2 separate regions of the Pan troglodytes genome follow, and region 2 is linked to region 1. A link is a contact called in public Hi-C data. All regions are on one chromosome and are shown on one strand. The core of a region is the stretch at or near the end of the contact, and the rest is flanking DNA. Distances in the headings are between cores, read along the strand shown.

What was found. A called contact is a pair of places that touch in the nucleus more often than the background predicts.
Region 2: a Hi-C map of induced pluripotent stem cells shows a contact between it and region 1, with 3 times the contacts expected there. The contact joins the enhancer-like site here to the promoter of SPON1 in region 1. A contact is called at or near these places in 6 of 7 Hi-C or Micro-C datasets (blood, induced pluripotent stem cells, a lymphoblastoid cell line and 2 more), 1 of 1 datasets of contacts at active chromatin or transcription factors (stem cell-derived excitatory neurons) and 1 of 1 other capture datasets (stem cell-derived neural stem cells).

The regions. Positions count from the first base shown.
Region 1 is chr9:18,055,312-18,059,856 of NHGRI_mPanTro3-v2.0_pri, forward strand. SPON1 (spondin 1) reads left to right here and starts at 2,625. Exons shown (of 16, transcript XM_508295.7): 1 at 2,625-3,285. The coding sequence starts at 2,667.
Region 2 is chr9:18,339,230-18,343,774 of NHGRI_mPanTro3-v2.0_pri, forward strand. The region is part of intron 7 of SPON1 (spondin 1); the gene reads left to right. Among named protein-coding and RNA genes, the nearest start is that of RRAS2, 110 kb to the right of the region's middle. Within about 2 kb of position 2,317, at least 5 of the 24 cell types and tissues checked have an H3K27ac peak or open chromatin away from gene starts, as enhancers often do. A contact at or near this core is called in induced pluripotent stem cells, where this site is marked.

The sequences.
Region 1 (4,545 bases), core at 1,375-3,874:
AAGAGTACATAGGAGTTGGCCAATGGAGAGTGGTGGGAAGGAGAGACCAAAGAGCATGATAGGATTCCAGGCAGAGAGAACAGCACAGGCAAAGCCCATGAGAGAAGAGCTGCATGGCTGGAGAAGCAGATCAAGCAGAGCCTTGGAGGCCTGGCTGAAGATTCTGTCTTTATTCTGAGAGCTCTGAAAAACCACCGAGAAAAAATGTTAACCTCAGGATTGACATTCAAGTCTGCATTTTTAAAAAGATCACTTGGGCTCAGTGCAGAAGACAGATGGAAGGAGAGCACAAGTAGACAAGGGCAACCCAGTTAGGAAGATGAGAGAGGATGTCAACACAGACAGGGGTAGTGGTGGAGAAGAGCGTGAAACTTGATGTGGTGATGGATCGGATGAGTGGAGAAGACAGCAGAGGTCTGAGTGACAGCCAAGCTGGTTTAGGAAAACCTAGCTCACGTAGTGGGATTGGAGCTTGGTGAGCTGGTTAGAGCCTGCCGTCATAGCCCAGATGATAGGGCCAACACTGTGTACTGGAAAGTACCTCATTTGGTGTTGGGGATGCCTGTTTTAAATCCTGGCTCTTTCCCTTAATAGCCATGGAACATTACCTCAGCAGGTAATTTCATAGGCTCCTAATCTGAACAATGGGAGTGCGGAGGTGAATTGGGACTGCCTACTTCCCATAGTTTTCCTGTCAATATCCAATAAAAAGTTAAATATTGCATTCCTGCCTACTTCATGCCCACCCATCTCCAACTTAGATTTGAACCTTTTGTAGATGAATAGAGGTTCAAGAGCACAGATTTGAGCTTTCAGACATAAAATAAGCTTTGTGAAGACAGGGGTCACAATTTATTCATTTCTGTAGTTTCCTGCCCTCTGAGATAAGATCGGGTACACTTTCAAGAACCACTTATTTTAGTTTGTAGCATACATCACAATTATAATTTTAAAAGATTCATATAATTATGTATTTAATATTTGCCTTTGCCACAGGCCTGTAAAATCCTCAAAGGCAAGTAACATATCTGTGTTTTGTATCCAAGCACTGAGCACGTGGAGGGTCTTTGTCATGAATGAATGGATGGATAGATGGATGCATGGATGGATGGATGGATGAATTTTTGTTCCGTCTTCTACCTACCGGTCAGCACAGAGTCTAGCTCCAAATCTACACTTAATGAAAGTTTGCTGGATGAATGGGACCGTGCAACTTGGAGTGCAGCATGAGCTCTGAGCCAGTCGAGTGAAGATGCAGACAATTCCCTCAGCACTCAGACATGGATCTGAGCCTCACCTCAAAAAGGAGGGCCGATCAGCTGGATCAGGTGCTGCTAGGGTCAAGAAGGGCTAAGGATGAGAGAAGAGCATAATTGGCTTCAGCAAGGGGTTACTTTCAGGTGACCTCTGAGAGAAGGCGTCCAGTTAATAGTGGCAGTGGGAATTCCAGCAGAAGCACTAAGGAGTAAGTGGGCAGGCAGGGAGGAGTGGAGATCTCCCATGCACCTAGCGCCCTGGGCCTGTTTGTAGCGTTATGAAAGAGAAAACCCTGACCTGGAAAGCAAAGGAGATTGCTTGCTAATTGTAGGCACTTGAGGTGTGTCGAAGGCCCTGGGCAAAGAGAAGACGAGGAAATCAAAGCTTTTGAGGGCACCTGGGGAGGGATGTTTGTGTGCACTGAGAGGCAGGGGGCTTATGGTATCCCCAAGCGGGTGAGGGAGCGGGTGCCACTAGAGACCAACTCGAGTGTTTTATATGGGTCATATCATTTACTTCTAGCATATCACCCCACTACCTCTAGGAAGGATGTACTGGCACCCACCCCCACTCCCTTGTTCTCCAGAGCAGGAAACAAGCTTGGAGAGTGCGATAACTAGCCCAAGCTTCACAATGGGTGAGTGGCAGGACTGAGGTTTGATTCGGGTCTCTTCCCAGAGAGACACTGGGAGAGATTCTTGCCCCAGGTCTTTTCCCTTCAGGCCCTCAGGCTCAGCACCTCTCTGAACATCTGTCCCTGGGGACTGAGAATCTGAACTAAAATGTAAGCCAAGAAAATACAGGCTCTTCATTGAATCTTTGGAAACTCCTTTCCTGGGCTGTAGGCGGACCTTCCTGAGCCTTAGGCACTTTTGCCTTTGCTGGCTCTTTCCTCCAAGTTAAGCATATTTTATGACTGTGGAGGTATAAATACAAATATATTAACATTATATAGTAAAACATTTTGTTTGACATAAACTTTTTTCTTCTGATTTTTACAGAAAACATTTTCATAGATCTCCAAAAGTATCGTGGGCCCTAAGCGCTGTAGCTAAGTCGTTTCTGCTTTCTCAGCCTCCAGTCTGACATGTTCCAATATGGCCTTGGGAAGAGCAATGGGCCCGGAGTCGCCGCATCTAACCCTGCTGTAACTGGTCGCAAGTCTCAGTTTGCTCATCTATAAAGTGAGCGAAAGTAATGTAATCTTTATTGGGAGTAGGGAACATGAAGGCGAGTCGATACAGTAAGTAAGCCGCCAAGCATATTGCTGGGCACAGAGCAGGTGTGCAACAAAAGTTATTTCTCAGGCTTTCCCTCCTCTGAGCGCCGTCCTCCAGAGGGTCCGGAGTGTAGCTGGGGGTTGGAGCAGCAGCCTCCTAGGCGATGGGACAGAGCCCACAGGGTCCGGTATGCCACGGTTTCTTCGTCAGACCCTGGGAATCCAACGTCGCAAAATAAACACGGCCGCGCCGCTAATCGCCAGTTCGGAGGAAACAAAACAGCGCTGCGCTGGGGGATCTGGGCAAAATCAGCCCTCCCTCCTCCCGCTCCTTCGCCGCGGCCCTCCCCTCCTCGCGCTGCTCTCGTTCGCTTGGCTCAGCTCAGCTCAGCTCAGCGCAGCTCCGCGGCCGCCAAGCCGAGGCGGGCACGGTCTCCGAGTCGCCGACGCCAGCTCCGAGCTCCCTCTCTCCGCCGCGCCTCCGCCAGGTCGCGCCTTCGTCGGGACCACTTCGGGCAGGAGTCGCGTGGCGAACGCCGGCGGCCGCGGCACAAAGTTGGGGGCCGCGAAGATGAGGCTGTCCCCGGCGCCCCTGAAGCTGAGCCGGACTCCGGCACTGCTGGCCCTGGCGCTGCCCCTGGCCGCGGCGCTGGCCTTCTCCGACGAGACCCTGGACAAAGTGCCCAAGTCAGAGGGCTACTGCAGCCGTATCCTGCGCGCCCAGGGCACGCGGCGCGAGGGCTACACCGAGTTCAGCCTCCGCGTGGAGGGCGACCCCGACTTCTACAAGCCGGGAACCAGCTACCGCGGTAAGTGGTCGCCCGGCGTGGCATTAGGAGCGCGGGACCCGGTCCCCGGAGGGCGCCGACCTCGCGGTGCCGGAGGAGGGCGCGCGGTCTCCGGGCGCGCGGCGCGGGTGCAGCCCGGCAAGGGCCCTTCTGTCCTGGCTGCCCTCGGCCCTTGCAGTCGCGAGCTCGGCGCGGATCATAATCCAGCGTCCCGGGCCGTCGCGGGGGCCGCAGCCAGGAGAGGCACCCCGCGTTTCCGACGCGCGGTTCCCAGGCGGAGGATGTAACTGAGCCACGCGTCACGCCGGCCTGACTGCAAGGGAGGCTCGCTTCTCCCCCGGCCGTCTGCAGGAGGGAAGTAAACCTGCCTTTCTCCAAATCGGTCTGGAGGGGACCCAGGCTTCTCTTGGTCGGGTCCCGGGCAAGGCAGCCACTCCAGCTTTCCCCGCTCAGTCCCTGAAGGAGAGGGTACCCGATTCTCAAAGACTGGCCCTGGGCGGGACAGCCACTCCGGCTTCCCTGGATAGGTCCCTTCAGGAGAAGGGACTTTGGCTTCTCCCTAACCGGTCCCGGGGTGCGGGAAGGAGGGGCAGGGACAGCCTAAAGCTCCTCGAAAGGGTCCTTGGAAAGAACCCCAAATTATTCTCTCGTGGTCCCAGACGAGATAGAGTATCTTGGGTTTCCAGAACAGGTTCCCAGTGGGGACAGGGTCCTCAAAGAGCTTGGGGTAAGCTCCGAGCTGGAAGGGGAATTGGATGAAGATGGAAAGAGAAGCCCCGATGCCCGAGGCCTGCTCCCTGGAGGCCGGGGAACCTTGGCTCCGGCAGCTCGGAGTCTCCGCGTCCCAGGGATGTCGCGCCTACGCCGCTCGGCTGAGAGCGGGGTTTCGGGAGCTCAGGGAGGAGGTGTCCAAGCAGGTGAGAGCCTCCTAGGCGGGACAGGCAGTTCGATCAGCACCGACCTGAAGACGCCTGACTCTGTCCCCAGGCCCGCCACCTCGATCCTCAGCAGGGTCATCTCCCCAGACATCGTTTCCCCGTGCAGCAGCAGCCGCTCTCCGGGTGGGGGACAGGTAACCAGGAAGGGAAGCGAGCCTGTCTGGCCTCACCTTAGCTCCCACCAGGGAGCGTGTCCTCTCACCCTCGCCCCTTCATAAGTCAGCTCTGGTGCTAAGCAGGGATGAGCGGGTCACTGGGGCACCTGGTGGGGCAAATGGGCTCCCAGCTGCTGTACTTTCCTCCCCGCCTTCCCAGTTCCCCAGAGAGCCTTGGACGGAAGCGG
Region 2 (4,545 bases), core at 1,067-3,566, 280 kb after region 1:
CAGAGGTCCTATGACAGCAAGGTTGGATATAGAATGCCAACAGTACCCAGCTGATTCTAATGCCTGTGCTTTTCACTATAACACGATCCTTCCAATTAAGTAACCATTCATTTTCCCATGTTTAAATTAATCAAGACATATATACCTGCCAATGAGCCTTCTGATTGGCATGAAATTAACAATGTGACCACACCAAATGGTCTCACACCTACCCCAAAACAAACAAAATCTTACTTTCACTTACCCTGTATCCTATCAAGGAGGATTGAAACATCCTTGATAGGAGGGTCCCCCCAAAAAAAGTCCTGTGAAAGGTGCTTAGGGCAACTGTGGTGAGCACAGCACAGTTCCTTATGGAGATTACAATTCAGTGGGGAGAGATATTTACTAAATGATCACACAAATAAATGTGACATGTCTATGAAGGAAAGGCATAAAGTGCCATTAGGGGGGTTAGAGATAGCTTCCCCCCTAAAAAGGCAATGAAGCTAAGATCTAAGGAAGCAGTAGGAGTTAACTAAGCAAAGAAGAAAACAAAGGGGAGAACATTTTAGAAAATCTGGAGAGACCATCATGTATCTGCAAAGGCCCTGTATGAGGAGGGAGTAGAGTATGTCTAAGGCACTAAAAGGCTTTGGTCTAACTAGATCCAGAAATCAAAGATGAGTTTGGTGTGGGGCCAAGCCATGTAACATTTGAAATTTTTTATTTGAATTTTTGCATTAAAAGTCATGAGTAAGACCAGGTGTACTGGCTCACACCTGTAATCTTAACATTTTGGGAGGTGGAAGCAGGAGGCTCACTCGAGCCCAGGAGTTTGAGAACAGCCTGGGCAACAAAGCAAGACCCCCATCTCTACAAAAAATTTAAAAAACTAGCCAGGCATGGTGGCTTGTGCCTGTGGTCTCAGCTACCTGGGAGGCTGAGGCAGGAGGATCACTTTAGCCGAGGAGGCTGAGGCTGCAGTGAACCATGCACTCCAGTCTGGGTGACAGAGCGAGACCCTGTCTCAAATAATAATGGTAAATCTTTGAAGGGTTTTAAGCAAAAGGATGACATGATCATATTTGCATTAAAAAATAAAAAGCAATAACAGCACTCGGCCCCTGTGTGAAAGGGTAGATGCGGGAGCCCAGTGAGGGGGGCTACTTCAGAAAACCGGAGAGAATTAACTGTGACTTCACTAGGATGGTGGTGGTGGCGGAAAAGGAGAGAGGTACAGAGATGTGTGAGGCACGTAGGAGGTAAAATCAACAGGCTGTGGCGATAGGTGGAGTAAGGAGGTGGAGAAAGAGCAGTCAAGATGTTTCCCATGTGTCTGGCTGGCATAATGAAAGAGTGGTGAAGCCACTCACAAGGCTGAAAACGTTAGATGAAGTTCAGTGGGAAAGATCATGGGATCAGTTCTAAGTGTAAGTTGTTAAGATGTATTCAAGATTTCCAGTTAGAGGTGTTAAGTACATGGTTGGCTAGATAGCTCTGGAACTCAGGGCAAGAATTCTGCACTGAGATCTAAAATTGGGAGCCCTCAAGGAATGGGAGACAATGCCAAGGGCATAAGAATAGGAATCAAGGGCTAAGGACTGAGTTCCAAAGATCTCTACTATTGAATGTTGAGGAATCTTGCCTGCAAAGGACACAGCAAAGGAGCAGCAAAGAAATTGGTAAGGAAGCTTGGTACCGAGAAAGCCAGGGGAAGAAAGTGTTTGAGGCAGGTGGTTGGCTGTGCCCAGTGCAGCCGAGAAAACAAGAAAGATCAAGGCTACAGGAAGCCCTTTGGGTTTATCGACAGGAAGGTCATCAGTGACCTTACGGAGAATCCTTTCTGCTGAGTGATGAGGGGGAAAAACAGCCCGGAGCAGGTGAGCTGTGAACAGAGCATGAGGTTACGGAGTCAGCAAGTACAGACCACTCTTCTGTGAAGTTTGCTATGAAAGAAGAGAACCTGGCTCCAAGGGGATGAAAGAGTCAAAGGAGCATTTTCTTTTTCTTTTTTAAGATGGGAGAGACTTTCTGAAAAACTGAAATGAATATTTTGGGACACCTTCCCACATTTCACCTACCCCTCAGACTTCCTGAGGCCCCAGTGGAACAAAATTAATTGATGGCAAACACTCAGACCTCCCAAACACCCAAAACCTCTGCACTCGGCGCTACTGGCTTGTTAAGGGAAAAGAATTTTCCTTTGATTTTCCCATACCCCAGTCTCCCCTTTCCTCTTCCAAATCTCATTAGGAAGTCAAATTAGGAAGCCTACATGCAGCCAAGTTTTGTTTTGCAGAAACAGGCTTGCCTCTCTTTGCTGAGCCTGCCTGATTGAGGTTAATGGGATTCCAGCCTCCCTCGGCCCAGTGGAAAGCCAGGGTGACCTACTTTGCAAGGTCCTGCCCGTTGAAACTGACTTGTTTTTCAATGATCTGCATCTTTATCCCCAGGACCACTTCTCAAAGGACAGCCATGAATGAGCAAATTAGCTGCTGACTTGTTTAGCTCAATAAATCAAGCTGTGGCTCCGACAGCCCAGGGTGCAGGTAGAGACAGGAAAGGCAGACTCTGAACAAAACCCACATCCTTTCCTAGTTCCTCTGGTGCCTAAGTAGAAAATGCCCAGATTTCCTACAAATCAATTCTGAATGTCCATCATCCAGTTCCTCCAATTGCATCTGAATGCTAAGAATTACTGGAACTTTTACGAATAACTTTTATTTCCTTCCTTAAAATGAATCCTGCAAACCACTGTCACCACCTTAAATTATTCCCAGCCACTCTGCCGGATTAACATTGATTAGACAAAGGTCGTGTTTGTGAGTCCAGTGGAGTAGAGACATGGTCACCCTTCTCCAGAAATCCAAAGCCATGCTCCCCAGGAGGCCAGAGATTTCCCTTAAATTGGGCCGGAAGAGTCAGGGCTCTCCCTGCCTCCTGCAACACCTGCACAGGTCCATCGATGTCCTCGGGATGCTAAAGGAAGATGGGCTTTGGACAGAGAAGCAGGTGGTAGGTCTAAGCATCCAGATGGACCTGGAGTCCTAGATGCCTCCTGGTTATAAACACAGCGTTTTCCAACGTTGCAGGAACCTCCCTCAAACCTTTCTCCACACACACCCCTGCAGAACTTCAGCCTAGTGAATGGCTTGGGCGCCCTCTCGTGGCCAAATTGAGTTTTTGCAACTCTGAAAATTCAGATTATTGAAAACTCAGGATGAGAGACAACACAGCGTATGAGTGTTTTAGGAAACCCTCCTGAGTCTCACTGGTGTGGATCTGTAATTTAGGAGGGGATGGTAAGTCTCTAGAAGCAGTATCAAAATCCTTTCTTACCTCTTTTCTTTTATGGTGTTTTGGAACATTTTGTTTGGAAAAGTTGAATGAGAAGAAAATCAACCTCTACCAAGCCCTGTTATGTGTCCCTCACAATGATAAGCAGTTTTCTCACAATAAAACCTTGGGGTAGGATGATGATGCTCCCATTTGGCAGATGTAGTAATTGCAAAGAAAGGTGAGGTGGAAGCCCTCATCACATAGCTATTAAATAAACAGCTGATTCTAATCCAGCTCTGACTGTCACCAATGCCCTGGGTTCTTTCCTCCACACCACGCTACCTCTCCAAATGTAGAAAAAGGAAACATTTCTCTGGGTCTTCATATCTGATGTGAATTGTCTGTTCATAACTTTTCTTTATCTAGTGGGATCATTGTCTTTTTCTACATATTTGGATTAACTCTGTAGATAATATAGATATTAACACTTTGTCAGTCACACTCAATGGAGACATTTTTTGCCAGCATGTCATTTTTCTCTCCAGTACTGCTGTTTTCATTTTACAGAAGGTTTTCATTGATAGATAAGTCAATTCTTTTCTTTATAATTGCTTTTATTGTTTCAAAGTTGAAAAAATTAATATTTCTCTAGTAGATTTGAAAGCTTTATTTTTTTCTATAATCTGGTTATTTTCTATTTGACTCTGGGTCTGTTTTTTTTTTTTTTTTTTTCTTGTGTGGTATATTAAATGTGAATCCAGTATTTTTTTTATTACAGTTAACTTAGCCCAACCCCACTTGTCGCACAATCTTTCCTTTCCCCCTAATTTGAAAAGCCTATTTTGTATAGTCCTTATCTATAGTTTCTGGGATCTCCAGTCTGTATTGCTGATTTATATTTCTATCTTATCTGAATATCACGCTATTTTGTCTATCATGCTTTATCATATACTCTGGTATATGGTATGGCTAGATCAACTCTCTGCTAGAAAATGGATACAAATCTAAGTCCCAGGTAGAAAGATGAAACCAAATTAACAAAATATATCTTGGAAGACATGGCATATACAAAAGCATAAAAATTTTTATGACAGTTTGAACAAATTAAAGCACTCCAGTCCTATCTAGCATTTTCTAAGGAAAATTCATATAGATTCTTATTCATTTAATTATTTTTATTATAGAATAAATACTTTGAAGTGATGCTTAATTAAATTTGAAGGTCAAAGGAAATACAAGAGCTCCATGTTCATTTCTTAGATTAAGTCATTTACTTCAACAAAC